Regions from separate parts of the Pan troglodytes genome. Here region 2 is linked to region 1. The links are chromatin contacts, called in public HiChIP or PLAC-seq maps. All regions are on one chromosome and are shown on one strand. Each heading gives the region's core, a stretch centred on a gene start, on an enhancer-like site or on the middle of the called end of the contact. The rest is flanking DNA. Distances are from core to core; before and after follow the strand shown. Region 1 holds the start of CCDC65 (coiled-coil domain containing 65). Region 2 holds the start of DDX23 (DEAD-box helicase 23).

The links. HiChIP or PLAC-seq counts read pairs in DNA pulled down with a chosen protein or histone mark.
Region 2: an H3K4me3 HiChIP or PLAC-seq map of stem cell-derived excitatory neurons shows a contact between it and region 1, with 4 times the contacts expected there. The contact joins the promoter of DDX23 here to the promoter of CCDC65 in region 1. A contact is called at or near these places in 3 of 7 Hi-C or Micro-C datasets (blood, induced pluripotent stem cells and stem cell-derived neural progenitor cells) and 1 of 1 datasets of contacts at active chromatin or transcription factors (stem cell-derived excitatory neurons).

Annotation. Positions count from the first base shown.
Region 1 is chr10:46,960,958-46,965,842 of NHGRI_mPanTro3-v2.0_pri, forward strand. It overlaps CCDC65 (coiled-coil domain containing 65), which reads right to left and starts at 3,122. Exons shown (of 8, transcript NM_001246546.1): 1 at 2,761-3,122; 2 at 2,116-2,283. The coding sequence starts at 2,892. It also overlaps the pseudogene LOC104001558.
Region 2 is chr10:47,012,659-47,017,784 of NHGRI_mPanTro3-v2.0_pri, forward strand. It overlaps DDX23 (DEAD-box helicase 23), which reads left to right and starts at 2,970. Exons shown (of 17, transcript XM_509035.8): 1 at 2,970-3,130.

The DNA.
Region 1 (4,885 bases), core at 1,872-4,371:
TCTGTCACCCGGGCTGGAGTGCAGTGGCACAATCTCTGCTCACTGCAAGCTCCACCTCCCGGGTTCATGCCATTCTCCCGCCTCAGCCTCCCGAGTAGCTGGGACTACAGGTGCCCGCCACCACGCCCGGCTAATTTTTTGTATTTTTAGTGGAGATGGGGTTTCACCGTGTTAGCCAGGATGGTCTCGATCTCCTGACCTCGTGATCCGCCTGCCTCAGTCTCCCAAAGTGCTGGGATTACAGGCTTGAGCCACCGTGCCTGGCCCTCTTATCAAGTGTTTGATAACTTCCAATAAGTGTCGGAAAAAGCCTCTTAAAAATCCATAAGGTATGGGCTGGGCGCGGTGGCTAACGTCTGTAATCCCAGCACTTTGGGAGGCCGAGGCAGGTGGATCACCTAAGGTCAGGAGTTCCAGACCAGCCTGGCCAACATGGTGAAATCCCGTCTCCACTAAAAAATACAAAAATTACCTGGGCTTGGTGGTGGGCGCCTGTAATCCCAGCTATTCAGGAGGTTGAGGCAGGAGAATCGCTTGAACCCAGGAGGCAGAGGTTGCAGTGAGCTGAGATCACGCCACTGTACTCCAGCCTGGTGACAAGAGTGAAACTCCTCAGTGGCTGGGTGTGGTGGCTCACGCCTGTAATCCCAGCACTTTGGGAGACCGAGGTGGGCGGATCACATGAGGTCGGGAGTTTAAGACCAGCCTAACCGACATGCAGAAACCCCATCTCTACTAAAAATACAAAATTAGTGGGCGTGGTGGCACATGCCTGTAATCCCAGCTACTCAGGAGGCTGAACTCGGGAGGCGGAGGTTGCAGTGAGCCAAGACTGCGCCATTGCACTCCAGCCTGGGCAACAAGAGTGAAACTCTGCCTCAAAAAAAAAAAAAAAAAAAAAAAAAAAAAAAATCCATAAGGTGTAACTGGTGGGGTGTGGACTTCTAATGAATAATGGTTATTGCAAATTTGAGGACTCTTAATATTTATCTCTGGAAGCTGCCCAGGGTCTGCTGAGCTCTTTCCCCAGGGATTAGGCTATGAAAGAGAAATGTGTGTTTTCTAGAGGGGGAATACCATGTTGGCAATGTATATTTTGCTGTTACTGTGGGCTTTGTTTTGTTGAAAATGGAAAAGACTCTGGCTGGGTGCAGTGGCTCACGCCTGTAATCCCAGCACTTTGGGAGGCCAAGGCGGGTGGGTCACAAGGTCAGGAGATCGAGACCATCCTGGCCAACATGGTGAAACCCCCATCTCAACTAAAAATACAAAAATTAGCCAGGCGTGGTGGCACATGCCTGTAGTCACAGCTACTCGGGAGGCTGAGGCAGAAGAATCACTTGAACCTGGGAGGCAGAGGTTGCACTGAGACGAGATTGTGCCACTGCACTCCAGCCTGGCAACAGAGCAAGACTCCGTCTCAAATAAATAAATAAATAAATAAATAAATAAATAAATAATGGAAAAGACTAAGGAGAAGGCAGTAAATGGAGGCAGAATATTAAAAGTAAGACAAAAGAAGGGGTACAGAAAATCCCTTAGAAGAAAAGATAGGATGGAATCAAGAACTCAAGAACCTCCCAAGAACATAAGGATGGCTGATTGAATTGCTTAGAAATCCAGAACTGCTCTTACCCATGGAGATCTTCTCAACCTTATCCAGGGCCACTGAAGTTGAATCAAGAGGCCAAACAATTTAGTTGAACGGAGCACTGCAGTGGGAATCAATAAACACATGCTGGAGTCCTGGTTCTCTCACTGACTAGCTATGTGACCTTGGGCAAGTCAGTTCCCCTCTGGAACTGAGCCTTCTGACATTGAAATGAAGGTGTGGGACTCATTTCAAGTCACTGGGTGATGTCTACTGTGGCTTATGACTCTACTATTGGATAGTACTGGTTTTGGGCAATAGATGACAAGAAGAGTGGGTCCTCTAAGGGAGAGACGGATGAAAGCCCAATATTCTATTTTTTATTTCTGTGAAAACCATTATTACCAATAGCCTGGCTTTCTCACAGCCTGTGTCTTGTGAGGGCTTTAAGATGGATTCACTAGGCTCATTCTATTAAGAGGTCAGGAAGCCATACTCAAGGTTTCCTTGGAAAGAGTGCCTACCTTGATGACATTGTCCTTACAGTCCACCACTCGTTCAAATGTTTGGCTGAGGATCTCAATGTCCTTATGAAGTTCTCTGGTCTTGACTTCCCGAAGGACAGTTCTCCACTGTGTGTTAATCTTATTAAGGTTCAGAGCACTGTTGTGTTCCTCCTTGGCCAGCTTGTCCTGTGTGAAGGAATAAATATACCTCCAGGAAGTCAGGGCCTTTCAGTACAACAAACAAGATCACTCTTAATTTGTCAGCTGACACCTTACCCCTTTTCGATGGGAATGGCCTGATGGCATTTAGGGAGGGCAAGGGTGAATTTCCTTCAGGGTGGGAGCATCAGAGTAGGATGTTGTTTGTAATGACCTATCTCCAGGGAGAATATCAGCATTCCAGACAGCTGGGACAGCTGACAGGACCTACGGTCCCAGTTCTGGGATTCAGTAAAGATTGCCAAGCCGTATACCACGCACCCCCTCCGTGCTTCGCAGAGAACACCCCCGCCTCCCAAACAATGTTGCCTGAAATCTAAGTGTATCTGGGTCTCAGGATTTCCGGAGGAGGGGAGGTCAGGATGAAAATGAGGTTTCCTCAGTGACAGGGCCAGGGCAGGTGGTGGATGGGGTTGAGCAGGACATAATGCAAAAGGCCATCACCTTCAAGAACTGGCTGAGGAGCCTCTCCTTCTTTTTGGCCATCTCCTCCTCTGCCAGCAACTTCTGCTGAAACAGAAGCAGCTGCTCCTCATCGGACAGGGGCGTCTTGGCCATTTTTTCTTTCTTAGGCATGGGGGCAGGGGATTGGATCCAGGAAAGAAGCCTCGGTCTGCCTCGGCCCGCGTTACAGAGCTTAGAAGAAAAATGTCCCTAGAAAGGGGCCTTCCAGAAGTGCCCCTGGTTGTGGGCGGTTGTGGGACCGGAGATCTCAGCCCTCGAACAGGAGAGATCCCCGGCTATCAGTGAGGCTGAGCTCTCCCACAGTAAGACGCGTCTAGTCTCCTAGCAACGAGGATCTCGCTAACATGGAGAGGCAACAGGCTGGAAGAGTCCCTGTCTTGGAGCGCCCCCTACCCAGTGGAGGACCGCGGTCGGTTTTTGAGAGGGTCTTTTTAACTCTCAAAAACCTGTCTCCTCAGTGCATTTTATTTATTTATTTATTTATTTATTTATTTATTTATTTATTTATTTATTTATTTTTGACATAGAGTCTCTCTCTGTCGCCTAGGCTGGGCACGATCTCGGCTCACTGCAACCTCCGCCTCCCGGGTTCCAGCAATTCTCCTGTCTCAGCCTCCCCTCAGTGCACTTTTATAAACCGTCCTCAGACCCCTTGGGAAGCCCAAGATCGTCAAAAAGAGAACCAAGAAGTTTATCCGGCACCAGTCTGACCGATATGTCAAAATTAAGCGTAACTGGCGGAAACCCAGAGGTATTGACAACAGGGTTCGTGGAAGGTTCAAGGGTTAGATCTTGATGCCCAACATTGATTATGGGAGCAACAAGAAAACAAAGCACATGCTGCCCAGTGGCTTCCGGAAATTCCTGGTCCACACGTCAAGGAGCTGGAAGTGCTGCTGTTGTGCGACAAATCTTACTGTGCTGAGATCGCTCACAATGTTTCCTCCAAGAACCGCAAAGCCATCGTGGAAAAGAGCTGCCCAGCTGGCCGTCAGAGTCACCAACCCCAATCCCAGGCTGCGCAGCAAAGAAAATGAGTAGACAGCTCATGTGCATGTTTTGTGTTTAAATAAAACTGTAAAAACTGCAAACAACAACAACAACAAAAACCTTTTTTAAAAAGATAAGTGTTGGAGAGAATGTGGAGAAACGAGAACCCTCATATATTGGTGGTAGAAATGTAAAATGGTGTAGCCACTTTGGAAAACAGTTTGGCAATTTTTAAAAATGTTAAACATAAATTTACCATGTGACCCAATAATTTCACTCTTAGGGATCTGCCTAAGAGAAATGAAAGCATGTATACACACAAAAACTTGCACAGGAATTTTCTTATCTGTCTCACTCATAATAGCCCAGTTGGAAAAATTGGAGACAACCTAAATGTCCATTAACATGTGAATGAGTAGACAAAATATGCTATGTCCATACAATGGAATATTATTCAGAACAAACTATGGATACCAGCTACAATGTGGATGAACCTCAAAAAGAATATGCAGGCTGGGCGCTGTGCCTCACACCTGTAATCCCAGCACTTTGGGAGGCCGAGGCGGGAGGATCATTTTGGCCCAAGAGATTGAGACTAGCTTGAGCAATGTGGCGAAACCCCTTCTCTACAAAAAATACAAAAGAAGTTAGCTGGGCGTGGTGGTGCGTACCTGTTATCCCAGCTACTCCAGGAGGCTGAGGTGAGAAGATCACCTGAGCCCCAGAGGTCAAGCCATAGTCAAGCCACTGCACTCCAGTTGGGTGACAGAGCAGCCCTGTCTCAAAAAGAAACAACAACAGAAACAAAACAAACAAACCCTTTTTTTTTTTTTTAAGACTGGAGTCTCACTCTGTCACCCAGGCTAGAGTGCAGTGCGTGATCTCGGCTCATTGCAACCTCCACCGCCCGGATTCAAGAAATTCTCCTGCCTCACCCTCCCGAGTAGCTGGACTACAGGTGTCACCACCATGCCTGCCTAATTTTTGTATTTTTAGTAGAGACGGGGTTTCATCATCTTGGCCAGGTTGGTCTCAAACTCCTGACCTCAAATGATCCACCCACCTCGGCCTCCCAAAGTGCTGGGATTACAGGCGTGAGCCACCATGTTCGGCC
Region 2 (5,126 bases), core at 1,720-4,219, 52 kb after region 1:
TGTAATCCCAGCACTTTGGGAGGCTGAGGCAGGTGGATCACGAGGTCAGGAGATCGAGACCATCCTGGCCAACATGATGAAACCCCGTTCCTACTGAAAATACAAAAATTAGCTGGGTGTGGTGGCATGTGCCTGTAATGCCAGCTACTTGGGAGGTTGAAGCAGGAGAATCGCTTGAACCAGGGAGGTGGAGATTGCAGTGAGCCGAGATTGCAACACTGCACTCCAGCCTGGCGACAGAGCGAGACTCCATCTCAAAAATAAATAAATAAAATAAAATAAAATAAAAATACAAACAAATAAGAAAACAAAGATGCATGTTTGTGAGAGAACTAGTGGGGCAAGACAAATAACAAGTATCCTTGAAGCCCAATGTCTTACATGTGTCATGAGATGTGCGCACAAGTACTAGAGGAACTCTGCCACTATGAACTGGGACAAGCTTTATCACCCTACAGGAGCTCAATTTAAAGAGAGTTGAGATGGCAGCCTGAAAATGGGGAAAGGTAATGGACTCTGAAGTTAAATGAACCTGAATTTTGGCTCCATTCTTTTCTTTTCTTTTTTCTTTCTTTCTTTCTTTTTTTTTTTTCCAGTCAGGGTTTTGCTCTGTCACCCAGGCTGTAGTGCAGTGGCACGAGCATGGCTCACTGCGACCTCGACCTCCTGGGCTCAAGCAGTCCTCCTGTCTTGGCCTCCCAAAGTGCTGAGATACAAGCATGAGCCACCTCACCTGGCCCATTCTTTTTTTTTTTTCTCTTTCTTTCTTTCTTTCTTTCTTTTTATTGATCATTCTTGGGTGTTTCTCGCAGAGGGGGATTTGGCAGGGTCATAGGACAATAGTGGAGGGAAGGTCAGCAGATAAACAAGTGAACAAAGGTCTCTGGTTTTCCTAGGCAGTGTTTGTGTCCCTGGGTACTTGAGATTAGGGAGTGGTGATGACTCTTAACGAGCAAGCTGCCTTCAAGCATCTGTTTAACAAAGCACATCTTGCACCGCCCTTAATCCATTTAACCCTGAGTGGACACAGCACATGTTTCAGAGAGCACAGGGTTGGGGGTAAGGTCATAGATCAACAGGATCCCAAGGCAGAAGAATTTTTCTTAGTACAGAACAAAATGAAAAGTCTCCCATGTCTACTTCTTTCTACACAGACACAGCAACCATCCGATTTCTCAATCTTTTCCCCACCTTTCCCCCTTTTCTATTCCACAAAACCGCCATTGTCATCATGGCCCGTTCTCAATGAGCTGTTGGGTACACCTCCCAGACGGGGTGGTGGCCAGGCAGAGGGGCTCCTCACTTCCCAGTAGGGGCGGCCGGGCAGAGGCGCCCCTCACCTCCCGGACGGGGCGGCTGGCCGGGCGGGGGGCTGACCCCCCCCCACCTCCCTCCCGGACGGGGCGGCTAGCTGGGCGGGGGGCTGGCCCCCCCACCTCCCTCCCGGACGGGGCGGCTGGCCGGGCAGAGGGGCTCCTCACTTCCCAGTAGGGGCGGCCAGGCAGAGGCGCCCCTCAACCTGGCCCATTCTTTTAACTATGTGGCCTTCGAAGGCATAATTACTCTTTCTGGGCCACAATCTCCTTACCAGTAAAATGGAGATAGCACTCATCTCATACTGCTATGAGAACTAAGTAAAACAAATAAGGTAGGTTAAGTGTCCAGCCCAGAGCTGAGCACTTAGAAGATTCTCAATAAAAAGTGGCTGCAGTTTTTGAAGATTCTGGCCTACCATGGTTGGTCTGATTCTTAGTTTAATCTGTGAATCTGTGAGTCGAGCGCCCTCTCGTGCTTTTGTGGTGAATTACACCTAACAGATCTCAGAGCTCTCTTCTTTCCCTTCCGTTCTCTCTGGAGTAGAAGCTGGGAGGTGAAAGGCTGCAGGTTCTAAGAGAAGTGTGTGTCTCCGAGGGTTACTTTGGGCCATTGTACGTGATGCTCAGGGCTTTAGGATTACTTGGGTCTATCCTGAGGCTCTGCTTGAGAGCTTGGGCATATTCAGAGAGAAAAGGCAGACCTACAGCCATGTGGAATTGAAGCAACAAACCTGCTGCTGGCAAAATGGGAAGGGAGGTCCGAGATACTTCTGGTTATCTAAACCGTTTCCGCAACTGCAATGTTTTGTTTTGTTTTGAGGGAAAGAGTTATGAACCCATAAGACCAAAGAGAAACACAAAGTGAACTTACGATTTGAGGTTAAAACAACAACAAACAACAACAACAACAACAACAGCAACAACAAAACTCAGTGGAAGACTGAAGTAGGGGAATCTGGGGGAAGAAAGAAGCAAAAATACCAAGATAGCTCAACAATTGGTCACATTCCAAAGGGCAAGAAATTGAGGAAACCAGGGTTCCATCTGGAATGTTGAGAAAACAGGTGCTAGAGCCCAGGAGATACCATCCTTCCGGGAGGACTTTAGAGCCCATTGTGTGGGCTCATTTGGAGCTGTAACAATAACTGGGGGTTGTTATGGCATTCACCCGGCTGCAGGGGCCAAGGTTGCTAAAACGTCCTCCTAAGCCTGGGATAGTTCCACACACAATGGAGAACTGCATCACCCTCCTTGTGAAGCTACTCCGGTAACCTAATCTTTAATTTGTCCAACTGTAAAATGGGGCTAGCCCCATTCTCACAGAATTGTTATAAAAACCGCTTTTCCACGAATGGTATTTATTGTTGTTACTGCGGTTGTTAGCTATAATTACGTACTATAGATATCTCAGGAAGCCCTTAAATTCCTCCACTGTAAGCCACGGGCAACGACAGTCATAGACTGTAGTTTCTAGGAAGACCAGCCGATTCCAAGAAGGGTGCTCGGCGGGAGAACCTAATGCCGAAAGCCTATTGGCGAAAAACTCTTCCTTCCCGGACGCTAACGTCTGGCAAACCACATTGCCCGGCAGACCCCGCAGCCTGGGGCCGGCGCTCAAGTCATGCATTCTGGGATTGGTAGTTTCCAGGCCTCAGTGTCGGCCTGTGTCGCCCAGCTCCAGGAACTCGCCTTCCCAGCTTGCCTCGCGGCCTGGGCGGGGGGGGGTGGGTGTTCATCTCCGCGACCAGGAAACGGGAAAGATGGCGACGGCTCCGCGACGTTGAGGCCGCGTTGGGCGGTTCAGACTCAGGGTGGTGAGTTCCGGGCGGTGGAGGCGGTTCCCACGAGCTTACAGAAAGGGCTAGAGTCAGGGCACGGCGGTGGCCCCTGCCTCCTGGACGAGGCGGGAAAGAACGCCTCAGAGAAGGGGCATGAACCCGGGAAGCTCGGGCGGGCTGGAGTGAAGGGGCGCGGGCCCCAGGGGTAGTGTTGGCTCCTCCGGGCACAGGCCACGTCCCTGCACGATATTTTCCTCCCAGGACTCTGCCTATGGGCACAGCGCCTCTGATACCCCCAGTCTGATCTTATTCTTTCATGCTTAAAGTAGCCTTTGGTGCAGCCAAACTGGAACTCTGGCTTTTCTCTCGCAGTCAGTCCATGTTTTCCCGCCTCTGCGCCGCCCGTATTATTTCTTTTGCCGGGAATGACTTCTTTTCCGCGTCCTTAATTACATATCTTAAAATTCTACTTAAAGGCTCAAGCGTCACTTCCTCTTCCAAGCCTTCCACATCACCTTTTACAAGTGAAAGGAAACGCCTTTGAACACCTGTATTACTACATCTGAGCCTTGATACTCTTCTTGGTATGTGTCTCATACCCCCTATTGTTCTTTTTTTTCTTTTGGTTTTTTTTTTTTTTTTTTTTTTTGAGACGGAGTCTCGCTCTGTCGCCTAGGCTGGAGTGCAATGGCACGATCTCGGCTCTCTGCAACCTCCGCCTCCCGGGTTCAAGCGATTCTCCTGTCTCAGCCTCCCGAGTAGCTGTGATTACAGGCGCACGCCGCCACGCCCGGCTAATTTTTTGTATTTTTAGTAGAGACGGGGTTTCACCGTGTTCCCCAGGCTGGTCTCGAACTCCTGAGCTCAGGCAACCCACCTGCCTCGGCCTCTTAAAGTGTTAGGATTACATGCGTGAGCCACCGCGTCCGACCTCATAACCCTGTTGTTCTAAACACTTCCTGTGAACAGAATTTATTTTTGTAACTCATATAGCACCTAGCACTGTGCCTTGCGTACAGTAGATGCTTGTTAAATACGTCATTGAATGAAAAAAAAGAATGTGCCCCTGCCCTGCAAGAACTGAGGACCTGAAGATCTGGAGGTTTGAGAGGAAGGCCGCTGGGAAGCATGGCCAGAGTCAGCCTGGTTATTTTGCCCTTGTGATAATAGAACCTGTAATAAAAGTTGCCTGTATTTACTGTCTTCTCTCATTTTTCATTCTCTTCCAAACTCATTCCACTCAGGCTTCCATTCCGGCAATGCCACTGAAACAGCTCTTGTCAAGGTCACCAATAATCTCCATTTTTTCAAATTCAGTGGTTACTTACCTGTCCCTTATTCCCTCTCCACTTCGGTGGTACTTGACACAGTTGACCCCTCCCTCCTTGAAACATATTTTTGGCTTCTTCGTTGCTATGCTTTTCTTTGTCTTTTCTCACTGGCTGCTAGTTCTTTTCAGTCTTTTTCTCTGATTCATCCCGTGGCTAACTCCTGTTAAAGTGTTCCAGAGCTCAATTCTGGAGCTTCTTCTCTATTTTTTTCTTTCACTATGCTGCCTACTTAGGTAATATCATTTAGTGTCCCATGGCTTTAAAAGCTATCTGTGTATTGGTGACTCAAGTTTTTGTCTACAGACCCTCTCCCCTAAGTTCAGATTTGCATTTCTCTTTGCCTTCTGGGAATCTCCACAGATATTCTCACACTCAACCTGGCCAAAATGAAACGTTTGATTTCCTCTTAAATCTGTTCGTTCCCTAGCCTTCTCCAGTTTGTTTGCTATGGCACCACAAACTATTAGGTTGCTGAAACTATAAATTTAGGAGCTATCTTTGTGTCTGCTCTTTCTGCTTCTTCCTTAGTAAGTCCTGTTAGCTTTGCCTCCAAAATATACTCTGACGCTGCCTACTTCTTTCCATCTCCATCGCCACGTTCCTAGAACAAGCCACTGCCATCTCTTGCCTAGAGTACCATAATAGCACTCTCAGTGGTTGTGTTTTCACTCTGTCTCTCTGCTATATATTTTCTTGCAAGT